2 separate regions of the Zea mays genome follow, and region 2 is linked to region 1. Evidence: chromatin contacts called from public Hi-C data. All regions are on one chromosome and are shown on one strand. The core of a region is the stretch at or near the end of the contact, and the rest is flanking DNA. Distances in the headings are between cores, read along the strand shown.

Region 1 (6,541 bases), core at 2,057-4,556:
GGTCAGTTTAGGAGGTGGCCAACGCGATGAGGAGGGGCAACACGTGCGAGGGTGCCGACGGAGGACGCAGCGAAGAGGAGGGGGCACATGCGAGGGACGCAACGAAGAGGAGGACGCCGACCAAGGGAGGCAGCCATGGGGAACAGGGAACGAGCAGAGGGACTGCTCGCACCCTGTCCCATCTCAACGCGCGGGAAATGGGGCTCAGGAGCCGAGTGCCATGGATCCGAAGCTTGGCTGGCGACCTAGGAGAGGTAGCTGAAGTGGGAAGCCGGTTGGAGACCGCGGCCGCCATGGGGCTGGAGGTAGAGCGCCGTGCGTCCGGGGGCTTGTGCCCGCCGAGCAGGGAGCCAGACGGCCGGAGAGGAACCAGAGAGAGGAAGAGCAGCGGCTGCTGTAGAGGAAACAGGGAGAAGAAGATGGGGGTGTCGGCTTCCTGAGGAGAGGGATGACGACCAGGGACAGGACCTGAGCGCCATGGGAGATGAGCAGAGAGAGGAAAAGCTGAGGGCGGCCATTGCTGCCGAGCTGGAGAGGAGAGGGGCGAGAGCAGAGGGGCTGCTCCGGCGCGCCATGGGGAACCGCGCCACCGGGAGAGGCCGCGCCCGCCAGGGAAGGCCGCAACTAGGCCGCCGTCGGATCCACGCGATGGCTCGTCGGTCCTGGCGGCTGCTGTGGGGTGAGAGGCGGTCGGCGGCTACTGTGGTTCAGGCGGATCCGCCAGCGGCAGCGCAGATCCAGGCGGACAGCCCCGGCCCCAACCTCCTCTGTTGTTCGCGCCGGCGTAGGGGAGGGAGGGGTAGCGCGCGGCCGGTGCAGGGAGGTCCGACGGCGGTTCAAGGCCGGGGAGGAGGTGCCCTGGCGGCGTAGGGGAGGGAGGCCGCCCCCAGGAGTGTGTGCGTCAGCGCCCTGCACACGAGGGGAGGTGGCAGGGACCGAGCTCCAGGACATCTCGCGCAGGGAGGCTCGCCGGCCTAGGATGGCTGGGAGCCGGCGGCTGGAGAGGAGCTGCCCTAGGAGGGAAGGATGAGCCTCCCGGGGCGGCGGCGCGGAAGCCGTGCCTAGGGCAGAGGTGGGGTGGCGGCTGGGGAAAGAAGTGAGGAAACCCTAATCTTTTGATACCATGTAGGAATATGGAAGTGGATGTATTGATAGGAGATGAAGTACATATATATAGAGACTCAACCCTAACCCTAATGGGCTGGCAGCCGGCAGCCCAACAGTGCCGCCGGCCCACACACACATTCTAACAAGATTTTGATAATCACATTGGTTATTGCACAGGACAACGATGAACATTTTTGGGCTTTATGAGCTTTCAATGTGCAATCGGTGCAAGTTCATTTCGGCTCATGGATAAGTTGATGCACACTGCAATTCTATAATCAGAATTTATTATTAGCTTAAAGGAAGTGATATTTAGGTGAAATAGTGTGAAACTCAAACATAAGTGATATTTAGGATTAAAGCCAGGCTAGGTGTCCAGTTATCAAAAAACACATCTATTTGCGGTGCTTCCAAATCATGCAGGCACCCAGGATGATGAGGGAGTCAAGTCCTTTCTTGAAGAGCCCATTCACAGCCTCCGAGGCTTTTTCCCACCACTCAAAGAAGGATGTGGCACCTGGTTGTGGTGCTAAAGAATGCATACCAATCTTTCTCAACATCTTGTACCAGAAGAGTCTTGCAAATACACACCACACAAACAAATGATTTATTGTTTCAGCTTCCTGGTTACATAAAGGACATTTGCTTGGGTGATTCAGATCTCTCTTAGCCAATCTGTCATGTAATGTCCAAAGGAGCTTGACCCCAAGAAAAGATCCTTATAAGCAGCCTTTGCGGTGTATCTGCCATATGAAGCAATGCTAAAGATATGCTTATCCTCCCTATTGGGCTGCAGTTCAAAATCTGAGGGAACTTCCTAAAGATGAAGATAGTCCATCTCCTATTTGATAAGGCGTCTTGGACAGTTCTCTTGTTAATAAATCTCTTTGGAATTGAGCCAAACAGCCGAGGAGCCAAATCAGAAACTCTTTTCCCATGTAGCCACTTATCCATCCAAAACATGGTGTTTGATCCATCCCCAACCTCAGAGATCAAGGCCCTGGAAAAGAAAGCTTGAGCCTTGCCAGGTACCTGAATAGGTAAGCCAGTCCAAGGACGTCCAGGGTCAGTTTTTTTGTAACCAAAGCCATCTGTACCCCATGCCACCAAGCAATGCTCTACTACGATTTTTGTAAAAGCATACAAATGTGCCCTAGTTCAGGACTTGCAGCTGATTTCCATGTACACACAAAACGTTGGGATTACATGGTCTGGCCTTGCATCAAAGAATACTTGCAGGTATGTCTGTACAGTAATTTGCCAGTCGTCTTATACATATGATACATACCTTTTTATCTGTTCTTGTGTTTTGTAATCCAGATATTGTAGCTGTTCTTCATGAGACTTATTTTGGAGAATTATTTGGCCGCCCTACTTTTGTGCTAAAGCCAGTTGCCCTTCAATTTACAGAAGTGATCGTTGTGCAGTTGAAGGAACATGTTTGAAATGCAATGGATAGGCCATCACATATTTTCAGAAGTGAAGTGGTAGGCACTGGTGGTTCTGATGAGCAAGCAAGCTTATGTTATAGGTCAAGTACAAGTGAAAAGTTCCTACGTGGTGTAGGACGATGTACCATCGATCTCTTTACGAGCCATTGAACTTAATGCAGTTCTTGCGTGTTTGGAAATTCATGCACCTTGTTATTGGGCCTTGGAAATTCTGCTGATGTTGTTGGCTTCTTGTTTGACAATTAGCTTGTACTGTATTTTTTTCTTCTGTATGCACCTACAGTTTTTTGTTCGATTTTTGCTTGCCACAAACAGAACATTTACGATAATGTAAAGTAGTAACAGCTACTTGCCGTCAGATATGTGTAATAGTAATGATGCTTCTAGCTCTGCCCAACACTTTTCAACCTGATGAAATCAGCAGCCAACTACTTGAGCATTATTCTTCTTTACTTGTATCAAGTGATGATGATCTGTGTTTAACGTCATGAAGTGGCTGATGTCCAGGCTGGCGCTCCGGTCCCGGTGGTGCCCATCTGCTGCTGCCGCCACTGACGACAAACAATCGTCGTCAGCCATAATGATGGGTATGTAGACCGCGGCGCTGCTACCACCCTAACGAACTCCTTCCAAAGTGCTGACCCGTGCCACATTTGCATTTGCATTTGCAGTGCGTTATGGGCCTGAGATGGCTGCTGATGCTCTGGGCAGTGAGCACAGGCTTTGTGCACAGCATTGATACCAACCATGCCCGAACAGAATGGCATCGCCAGTATCTTTCTGCTGCCCTGCACATGCACAGTACACTCCATCAGTACTGCAGGAATGTGTCTGTCTGGCAACAACATGTGTCAAGGGTTTCGTCATTCTCCAGCCTCAGCCTCTGCACCAACCAGTTTAAAGATTCATTAACCTCTCTCGGTCTACTTGCACTCTAACCGTTACAGTTAACCAACCATTGGACGAGTCCTGTAGCCGACCATCCTAATTCTCGGACGTCACGGCGTTTGGCCGCCGGAACACAAGCAGCCAACTGCATTCATTGTTGAATAATTAGACAAATTCCAGTTTAAATTCCGAATATAAATCATGACCAAATCAGAAGAACTGAAATAACAAGCCAAATCAGATGATGCGTACTGATTAGACTTACTGATAGATGGCACGCGCCGAAATCAGCAGGGTCGACGATGTCGAAGTAGCGAAATCAGCAGGGTCGACGAGGTCAGCAGATCACGAGCAGTCGCGTGAAGACGCTTCCCAAAAACCTTATTCGCCCTCTCCCGGTGCAGGATCTAGAAGACGAAGGGTTCCGGAGACCTGCTCTCCTGAGCGCAGATGCACCTCTGCGGTCGGGACGAAGTGAACTAAAAGGCAGTTCAGATATGAAGAGAGGCGAAAGCCTGAGATCTAGGATGATTTGGAGGCTGGCTGCCGGGCTCCTTTTATAGGGCCAAGTCCGCGACCCCCGTGCTTATCCGCCCACGAAAATCTCGCAATCAGTTGAGATTTTATAGCGATCGGTTAGGATAAGCGTAACAGCCAAGAAACCAAAAAATCAAACGGCAAAAGGTAGCCGCGCCCCGCAAGGCGAGGGGCCGGATTTCGGCGGACCATTCACGCGCATGTCGTGCGCCCGCGCCCTTCGCCCCGCCCCGGACAGGACAGGACAAGACAGGCGAGGCGAGGCGAGCGAGCGCGCGCGCGCGTGTGGCTCTCCACACTCTCTCCTCTCATCCATGACTTGGTGAGTGAGTGTGGCTTCCATATTTAAGCTAGCTCTACTCCACTAGAGCTAGCAATATGGTGCTAATGGTTCCACCTATCCTCTAGCCATCCTCTTGTATGGGCTTTTGAGATTTTCTGGGATTTATTTGAATATCTTAATTGGGCCAAGCCCATAAATCCTAACAATCCCCCACCAGATCTCAAATGCCTATCTGCAGTTTTCGCCACTGTTCACTACTGTTTAATATACTAGTTTTTTCAGCAGAGACTGTTAAGTTGAACTTCCGCCTAGAACTCCAAGCTACACCAATCCATAACTTGGACAATGGACTATGCCTTGAATTGCAAGTTTTGCGTGAATGGGTTTCACTTGAAGTCATGACCAGTACTTAGCTACTAGTAGTCCCCTTCTCGGGTGGAGCATATACGTCGTACTCCAAGGTCTCTTCATGAGTTTACTAGAGATCACCCAGATCTCATAGACTGCGACGTTAGACAGTCTAACTCATATAGGTGTGTTCTTTCAAAGAATGTTCTGCAGGACAACATCTGAAAGGGAAATGTGCCCTTGGGCCATTTCTAAGTATTTTGGTGATTGAGTGCCAACTCAAGTGCTTAAATGTGAATTTATGCAATGGATGAATAAAGTGCAAATCAAGAGCAAAGGTATGTTTCTAAGTCTTAGTACATTGGTTTTGTGTACTAATATACTTGTCTAAGTATTGGAAACAGGAAGAAAAAGAAAAGAAAAGAGGTGGCTGTGTACAGCCAAGGGGCTGTTTCGGTCTGGGGCACCGGACTGTCCGGTGGTGCACCGGACAGTGTCCGGTGCGCCAGGCTGCCTCGGTCGAACAGGCCGCTCTCGGGAATTCGCCGACGGCGTACGGCTAAAATTCACCGGACTGTCCGGTGTGCACCGGACTGTCCGGTGAGCCAACGGTCGGCTAGGGCCAACGGTCGGCCGCGGATTCAGCGCGCGACACGTGGCCAAGCCAACGGTCGGAAGGGGGCACCGGACTGTCCGGTGTGCACCGGACATGTCCGGTGCGCCAACGGCTCCCAGATCAGCAACGGTCGATTGCGCTGTTTATGGAAGGAAATCGGGCACCGGACAGTGTCCGGTGTGCACCGGACTGTCCGGTGCGCCCGACGACAGAAGGCAAGATCAGCCTTCCAGTTTTGCTCTCAACGGCTCCTAGCTGCCTTGGGGCTATAAAAGGGACCCCTAGGCGCATGGAGGAGAACACCCAAGCATTCCTTGAGCACTCTTGATCACTCACACATCAATCTTGCACACTTGTTCGATATTCTAGTGATTTGAGCTCCGTTCTAGTGTGCTAGTCTCTTGAGCTCAAGTCTGGGTCGTGTGTGTGTATTCGCTGTGATCTTTGTGTTGTGTGTGAGTTGCTAATCCCTCCCTTGCTCCGTGATTCTCTGTGAACATCTTTTGTAAGGGCGAGAGGCTCCAAGTTGTGGAGATTCCTCGCAAACGGGATTGAGAAAAGAAAAGCAAGAACACCGTGGTATTCAAGTTGATCATTGGATCACTTGAGAGGAGTTGAGTGCAACTCTCGTCCATTGGGACGCCACAACGTGGAGTAGGCAAGTTTTTGTACTTGGCCGAACCACGGGATAACCACCGTGTCATCTCTGGGATTGATTTCTTGTGGTTATTGTGTTTTGACTCCTATCTAGCCACTTGGCCATACTTGTGCTAACACTTAACAAGTTTTTGTGGCTATAAGTTAAGTTTTTACAGGATCACCTATTCACCCCCCCCTCTAGGTGCTCTCAATTGGTATCAGAGCCGTTCTCTTCAAGAAAGGGACTAACCGCCCGAAGAGATGGATCCTAAGGGGAAGGGAATCGTGATCAACGACAAGGAAAAGGAGTCCTTCGTCAACGAGCCAAAAGATGACAAATCCAACGACTCTGGCTCGGGCCACAGACGTAAAGATGGGAAGAAGAAGAAGACAAGACGTATCAAGGAGATCGTCTACTACGACAGCGATGAGTCTACTTCTTCCCACAAGGATGACGACTACGACAAACAAAAGACGGTCAATTCGAACTTTTCATTTGATTATTCTCGTATTCCACATAGTTCGAATTCGCATTTGCTTTCCATTCCTCTTGGCAAACCTCCACACTTTGATGGGGAGGACTACGGATTTTGGAGTCACAAAATGCGTAGTCATTTATTCTCTCTCCATCCAAGCATATGGGAGATTGTAGAGAATGGAATGAAATTTGAT
Region 2 (6,541 bases), core at 1,763-4,262, 330 kb after region 1:
TACACTGGGCACAGGAGATTTCAGTTAGCATCTAATATTATCTGGCAGCTGAGAGCGAGACAGCGCAAAGGGGCGGCGGGGTCCTGTAGCACGCTGCACGCAGCGGATTCTCCATCGAATTGTCACGGGAGAGGCGCACCCGGCCGGCACGCACCGCCGACCACGCACAAAAAAAAAGTGACAAACCGCGTTGCAACGGAACGGAAGGGAACGGAACGCGAACAAATATCGATCGATCCCGTCCCCATTTCCTTTTGCGCTGTATTTTTGGACTTTCTCCTTCCAATCAATCCCATCTATACTGCCAAAACTGTTGTATGTAAATAAATAAACCTGTACACGTACATATGCATAGCTGGACGCAGGTAGTAGCCGCAGATGGAACCGACCCGACCCGACACGACAGCAGATGTGGGGTTGATTTCTTGGTGTTCTTCCACGCCATCGTCAAGTCCAAAACTCTGCTCCGGTCTACAGTCTACTAGTCTACCACGGGGGCATTTCCGGCAACTGACCCGACCGGCCGGCCCCAGAAAGCAGGGAGGTCCGGGCCCGCTCACCGCCACCGGCCCTGCCACGACAGGACAACACAAGCTTTTCTTTTACTGGTTTCATTGCGTCTTCTATTCGTTCCCTAGCACACTAGTATTCACTAGCGGACGTATGGATATCGATCACATCAGTGCCGTGGTGGTCTCGTCGTCTCCGTCCGGTCTGAAACGGATAGCTGCGACGACACCGGCCGAAAGATCACCGGCGCGCCGTACTGCGGGTAGAGCAGCATCAGGACCGTCGGCGCGTGCACGTAGCTGGGCGACCGTGCGAGCCGGAACCGCTGGAGCACGACCGCCAGCGTGAGCTTCGCCTCGAGCAGCGCCAGGTTCTGCCCGATGCACATCCGCGGGCCGAGCCCGAAGGGGATGAACGCCAGCGGGTGGGCCGCCGCCTTGGCCGCGCCGCCGCCGAACCGGGCGGGGTTGAACTGCGTGGCGTCGGGGCCCCAGAGCGCGCCGTCGTGGTGCATCGCCATGATCGGGATCAGCAGCTCGGTGTCCCGCGGGATGGACACGCCGCCGAGCGTCACGTCGCGCTTCGCGCGGCGGATCGTGGCCACCGCCGGCGGGTACAGGCGGAGCGTCTCGTTCAGGATCATCCCCAGCTGAGAAGGAGAGAGAGAGAGAGAGGGGAGCAAGTAACAAACAAAGTGAGACTTTTTGTCGCAGCAGAGTTACCGAAATGCCCCTGCATATGTTTGGTGGTTTGGATTGGAAATAATGAATGTGCAACGGGGAGCTGGTGTACCGTTTTGAGCTTGGGGAGGTGCTCCTTGGACGGGAGCTCGTCGGCGCCGCACACGGCGAGGACTTCCTGGCGAGCACGCTCCTGCCAGTCCGGGTGCATGGCCAGGAGCACTGTGGCCCAGGTGAGCAGGTTGGTGGTCGTCTGCTTGCCGGCGAAGAAGAACGTCTTGCACTCCTCCAGCATGTCCTCCACGGGCATCGCCCGCGCCTCCTCCTGCTTCTTCTCCTCCTTCTTGTCGCTGGCATTGATCATGAGCCCCAGCAGGTCCCGGAAGCCGTTGCTGCTTCCCTTGTCGTTCAGCTCCGAGTCATCGTCTTGCGCGGCCTCGTCGCTGCGGTGGCCGATGAGCGTGACGAGTCCCCGCCTGATCTCCCTGTCCAGGCTCCACTGCAGCCGGTTCTTCTTGGTCGGCAAGAACCTGCGATGCGAGGCGCGAATCAGACTAAATCCTCAGTCAATCGAAATGAGTTGCAGAGGAAGAGCATATCATCTCTCTTGAGCCTGCCTGACGAACGAACCTGTACCCAGGGACGAAGACCTTGCGGAAGGCCTCGGAGGCGAAGGCCATGAGGCGCGCCTGCATGCGGAACACGACGCGGCCGGAGTCGTAGCTGCTGCCGAACGTAGCGCGCGTGATGGCCTCCTCGGCGACGGCCTGGTACCACTCCGCGACGTCCACCTCCACCTCGCCTCCCGCGGCGGAGGCCATGGCCCGCCACCTCTCCGCCAGCGCCACCACCGACCTGGCGACGTGCGGTGCCAGCCGCTGGGGGAAGCCGGGAAGGGAAGGAGATCCATCGAGAGGGCACGTGTCAGTGTCGCGCCACCATTGGTTGCCGACAGCGATCAGATTAAAGCAACTGAGAGAGAGAGAGAGACAGAGCGTTGTGCGCGTACGTTGAGGTTGTCGGGGTAGAAGGCCGGGGTGAGGACGCGGCGGTGGAGCGCCCACTTGTCGTCGTGGAGACTGACGAGGCCGTCTCCCTCGAGCTTCCGGACGACGGGGTGCGCCTCGTAGCGGTCGAACGCGTCAGCGCGTGTGAGGAGGACCTCGCTGACCAGCTCCGGGTCCGCCACCGTGAGCCGCGGCGTCGGCCCGAACCATATCAAGAACATCGGTCCTGCGCCGCCACGAGCCGGAGCCGCCGCCATTAATAATACACCACTCTAGCTAGAGCTGGACAAGCGAATCGACGACAAGGACGCAGCAAGCGTGGGCCTTTCTAGATGCATGCGTACCGTAGATCTTCCTCCAGTAGTGGTAGAACCCGAGCACCCGCGGGAGCGCGTCGTGCGAGTCCGGCGGCGACATGGGCTTCGCGGTGGCCTCCGCCATGAGCGCGACCATCTCCCTCACGCAGCCCAGGAGGAAGCGGTACGGCGGCCCGCGCACGCCCTGTCGCGCGAAGTGCGCCTCCAGCCGGTGCGGGCGCCACCAGAGCGCGTCCGCCACCCGCGCCGCCACGTGCATCAGGAGCAGACACGCACCCACCGCGGCCACCGCCGCGAGGTTCCACGTGCACCACCGTCCCGACGACGCCGCCTCCGCCTCCGCCTCCGCCTCCATCGATCGCGCGACTTTCCCTGCCTGTGCCTGTGTCGAGGACAAGAAGGAAACACGGCGCCTGTTTTCGCGGTGCGTGTTCTGGTTACTACAGCAGAGCAGAGCAAAGCAAAGCAAGCGCCAAAACGGTTCTGCAGTGCTTGGAAGTGAGCCGGTGAGGAGGGCGGGAAGCGGAGGCCGTTATATATAGCAGCAGGGCGGCCGGCGACACTGGGCCCCACGAAGTGATAGAGGAGTCAACGATGTGGCCGTGGGCAGTTGAGCTTGCTGCTGGGCAGCTCCATTCCTGCATGCGCTTGACCATGGATCTAGGCCAGGAGTCCGTGTACGGGCGACCTTGGCGGCTTGGCCTGTGTGTGTATGCAGATTGAGGTGATGGTGATGCCTGATTATCTGACATGAACAAGTTGTCTTCCTCCTCTAGCTAACCTAGTAATGATAAAGGAGTTCGAAATTAGTGTTGGGAACGCCAGGACCTCTAACCATTTATATCATTGAATTAAGATCATCAACGGTTGTACGCTTTGTACTACAACAGCAACACTGATACACACAACTGCTTTAGAATCTTGAGGTGTTGTTTGTGTCTAAACCATACCCGTCATTTCATTGACATCGGCTATATAAATATATGATATATGGGCCTCTTTGGGAGGGCTTCTAAATGGGCTCCGGCTCTTGGACCAGCCCTCCCAAACAGCCTAAAAAAGAGCTAGCACTGAAGAGCTCGAGCCATTTTTATAGAGAAAAGTCGGAACCAAATTTTGTTTGCTCCTGGCGGCTCCTCCTCTCATCATCTTGCCTTTCTCTCGCGCGTCAAGAGGAGACGTTTTGTTAAAAGGATTTGTTAAAAAAAACACTAGCTCCTATAGAGGAGCTGTTTTTTAAGAGAAAACAGAGTTGAATTTATTTGCGGAGCAGATGAAGCCGTGCCAAACATTTTGTCATGCCAAGTATAACGTGTCAATTTCTAACCTTTTTCGGTTAAAGACGAACAAATCATTGTCAAAAGTCAGGAGTACCAGCAAGCAATCCCGGTAAGAGCCCACATTTCCACTTCATTGTGTCGTCCAAGTCACGCTAAGCCCTGCCCTCACGTTGGCCTTTGGTTTCTTACGTACGACGGTCACAAGCAGAAGAAATTAAAACCCGGCCGGCTAGCTGCTGCAACTTTACACCATCTCCTTGTATTGTTTCAAGAATAGTTATTGCCATTATTCATAGGCCGTATTTAATTTGGAATATAAGGGCATGTACAGTGGTGTTTAATGTGGGGGCTCTTAAGGTGTTTTAGGGGGTTATTTGCAAAAAAATCTTAGAGCCGTCTCTCCGTGAAGAGACGCCTCTGGCTCGTAAACCAAGTAACAACAGACGCCTCACTTCCCACTGTACGAATTTGTCGTCTGTTCTATCGATCTGATGCTATACAAATACATTTAATTCTGTATTTATTAATAGACTACGTTTATAGACACTTCATTGTACAATAGAGTCTCTTAGTTGTCTCATATGCTTGGAGAACCGTTTTGGTGTCTCTCCACTGTACATGCCCTAATAGACCTGATAGTTTGCTGAATAATTCCTTTTGGATTTAAACGGGCCGGGGTATAGCTAATTGTTAGCTTATTTTACTAAATAGGCCAAACTAGCTAATAGCAGTTAGAGCTAAGTATTAATAGCTAGTTGATTGGGAAGTTTGATCTGCCGTAGTCTTCACAAGGCAAATGTGTAGAATCGTCTACCGTGTAGGCCTAGGGTACTAAGAAGATGATGTTGATCTTGAGGTCCATCGAGTCTAGCTTGGGATGTCATTTTGGAAGCTGGCGTAGATAACTTTTGGTCGTGTTCGAGTAGGACTCATGCGTGTTGCACCGATTTTCTATCTGACCCGAGTTGGAAATTGAAAACTTGTTAAAAAAAATTCTTGATGAGATCGATTCCAACATGTCTTGAGAAGAAGTTGGAAGAGCTCGAATTGCCATAGTCTTTGGCAAGATGTGCATGTAGCATGTGGAACTTGTATATATGTCGTGCACATCCAGGCCGGGTCCGAACATGAAGGTTGATACCAATGGGAACATGATGAGGTCCATCAAGTTGTACAGCGGTGCGTGCGTGCGTGTATGCAAGGAGACGGAGAAGGAGACCGAGATAGAGCGGCAGCAGCCGCTCTAGCTGGCTGGATGTGTGTGTGTGTTGCATTTGCATGCGGCCGCCGGATCGGGTGGAGGCGAACCCGGCGGGAAACGAGGTGGGCGCGCACGGAAAGACACAGGCCGGGACAGGCGCGCCCGTGTCGTCGGCTCGTCTCGTTCGCACCGCATGCACGCAGCCAAGCTTGCCCGCATCAGCGCTTTGATTGGAACTGGAGCTGGGATCGATCTGGAAAACGGCAGCGGCGGCCACTGCCCGGCGCGAGGGCCGCGTACCGCGGGACGGTGCCGGGCGCGGGAGGAGCACGATGCTCGGGTTCGGGGCCTCTCGGCGCGCGAACCCGGCCGGCGACGACGGTTGCTTGCCGCTGCCGCTGCCGCTGCGAGGAACATTCATTCCGGTCCTCTCCATTCGTGGTTCCTGTACGTGCAGCGGTGCAGGTGTATGTTGGTGCTGGGCCCAACGACGGATCGGGGCCGGGGAGCAGATTTTGCGATCGGTGTCAGTGTCTGTCACGAAATTTCTACTACTATATAGTATCGGGTTCACATGTGTATGCATGGGTAGCAGAGAAGGAAACCTCGAATGGTTTGGTTAGTCGTCCAGCGTTGTCGGTCGTCGTGCAGTCACATGTACGTTGCCTGCTTTGCATTGCATGCACGACTACTGTGCTTGCCCAGCCGCGCACGCCTCGTTGTTGTCAACGAGGCATCCTGCTCATCACGCACCGCCGGCGCACTCTGTTACCCTCTGATGGCCAAGAACTCGTTCCCGTGATGCCTCAAACGATAAATTGAATCGACAATACATTTGGGGCAGTGTTTGTGTCGATACATTTGGGGTAGTGTTTGGTTGCTGAGTCCGTTGAGATAGAGCCGCTTCACGCAAGAGAATGGCTCCGTTCTGAAGATTTTGACTAGCTGGATGGTTGAGCATACTTTTTCTTTTTTAGAGTCACTCTATCTTATGTGGATCTAATCAGGTTGGTCACTTAATGTTGACTTCTAAGAATAACAAAAAACAAGACAACATACACCATAAATGAGGAAACTCTCCTTTCTTGTTTTATTAGATTTCCTTCTTCGAAGGGGTTGAAGATAAGATGTGATTGAAACCTTTAAGTCTATTGAATATATATATATATATATATATATATATATATATATATATATATATATATATATATATATATATATATATATATATATATATATATATATATATATATATAACGAGCCCTGGGCTTTCAATAACTAGAGAAAGACCAGGTTAGACGCTGCAATCCGGTCGAGCCGGGTCACGTCTGGGCGTCTATAAAAGAATACCCGGAGTGCTATAGTTCAGTTTTTCACGGCCCATCCCGATTCATTAGCGACGATGCCCACTCAGGCGCGTGCGACGGCGGTGGTTGCCCGAGAGCGCGTGCGGCGTGGACCCCAGCCGGTGGCTGCGGTGGCCGTGGTTCCTCGATCCGGAGTAGTGGCGGCGGTTCCAGGTCGGTGGCGGTGGCTCCCCAATCCA

What was found. A called contact is a pair of places that touch in the nucleus more often than the background predicts.
Region 2: a Hi-C map of tassel shows a contact between it and region 1, with 4 times the contacts expected there. The contact joins the promoter of LOC100286851 here to the enhancer-like site in region 1. A contact is called at or near these places in 3 of 25 Hi-C or Micro-C datasets (ear, endosperm and tassel).

Annotation. Positions count from the first base shown.
Region 1 is chr9:90,602,940-90,609,480 of Zm-B73-REFERENCE-NAM-5.0, forward strand. It overlaps a transcript of LOC100193920 not described here. Among protein-coding and RNA genes, the nearest start is that of LOC100193920, 14 kb to the left of the region's middle. Within about 2 kb of position 3,307, at least 14 of the 20 cell types and tissues checked have an H3K27ac peak or open chromatin away from gene starts, as enhancers often do. A contact at or near this core is called in ear, endosperm and tassel, where this site is marked.
Region 2 is chr9:90,930,080-90,936,620 of Zm-B73-REFERENCE-NAM-5.0, forward strand. It overlaps LOC100286851, which reads right to left and starts at 3,013. Exons shown (of 5, transcript NM_001159622.1): 1 at 2,542-3,013; 2 at 2,200-2,423; 3 at 1,821-2,068; 4 at 1,303-1,720; 5 at 283-1,159. The coding sequence starts at 2,869. The coding sequence ends at 680.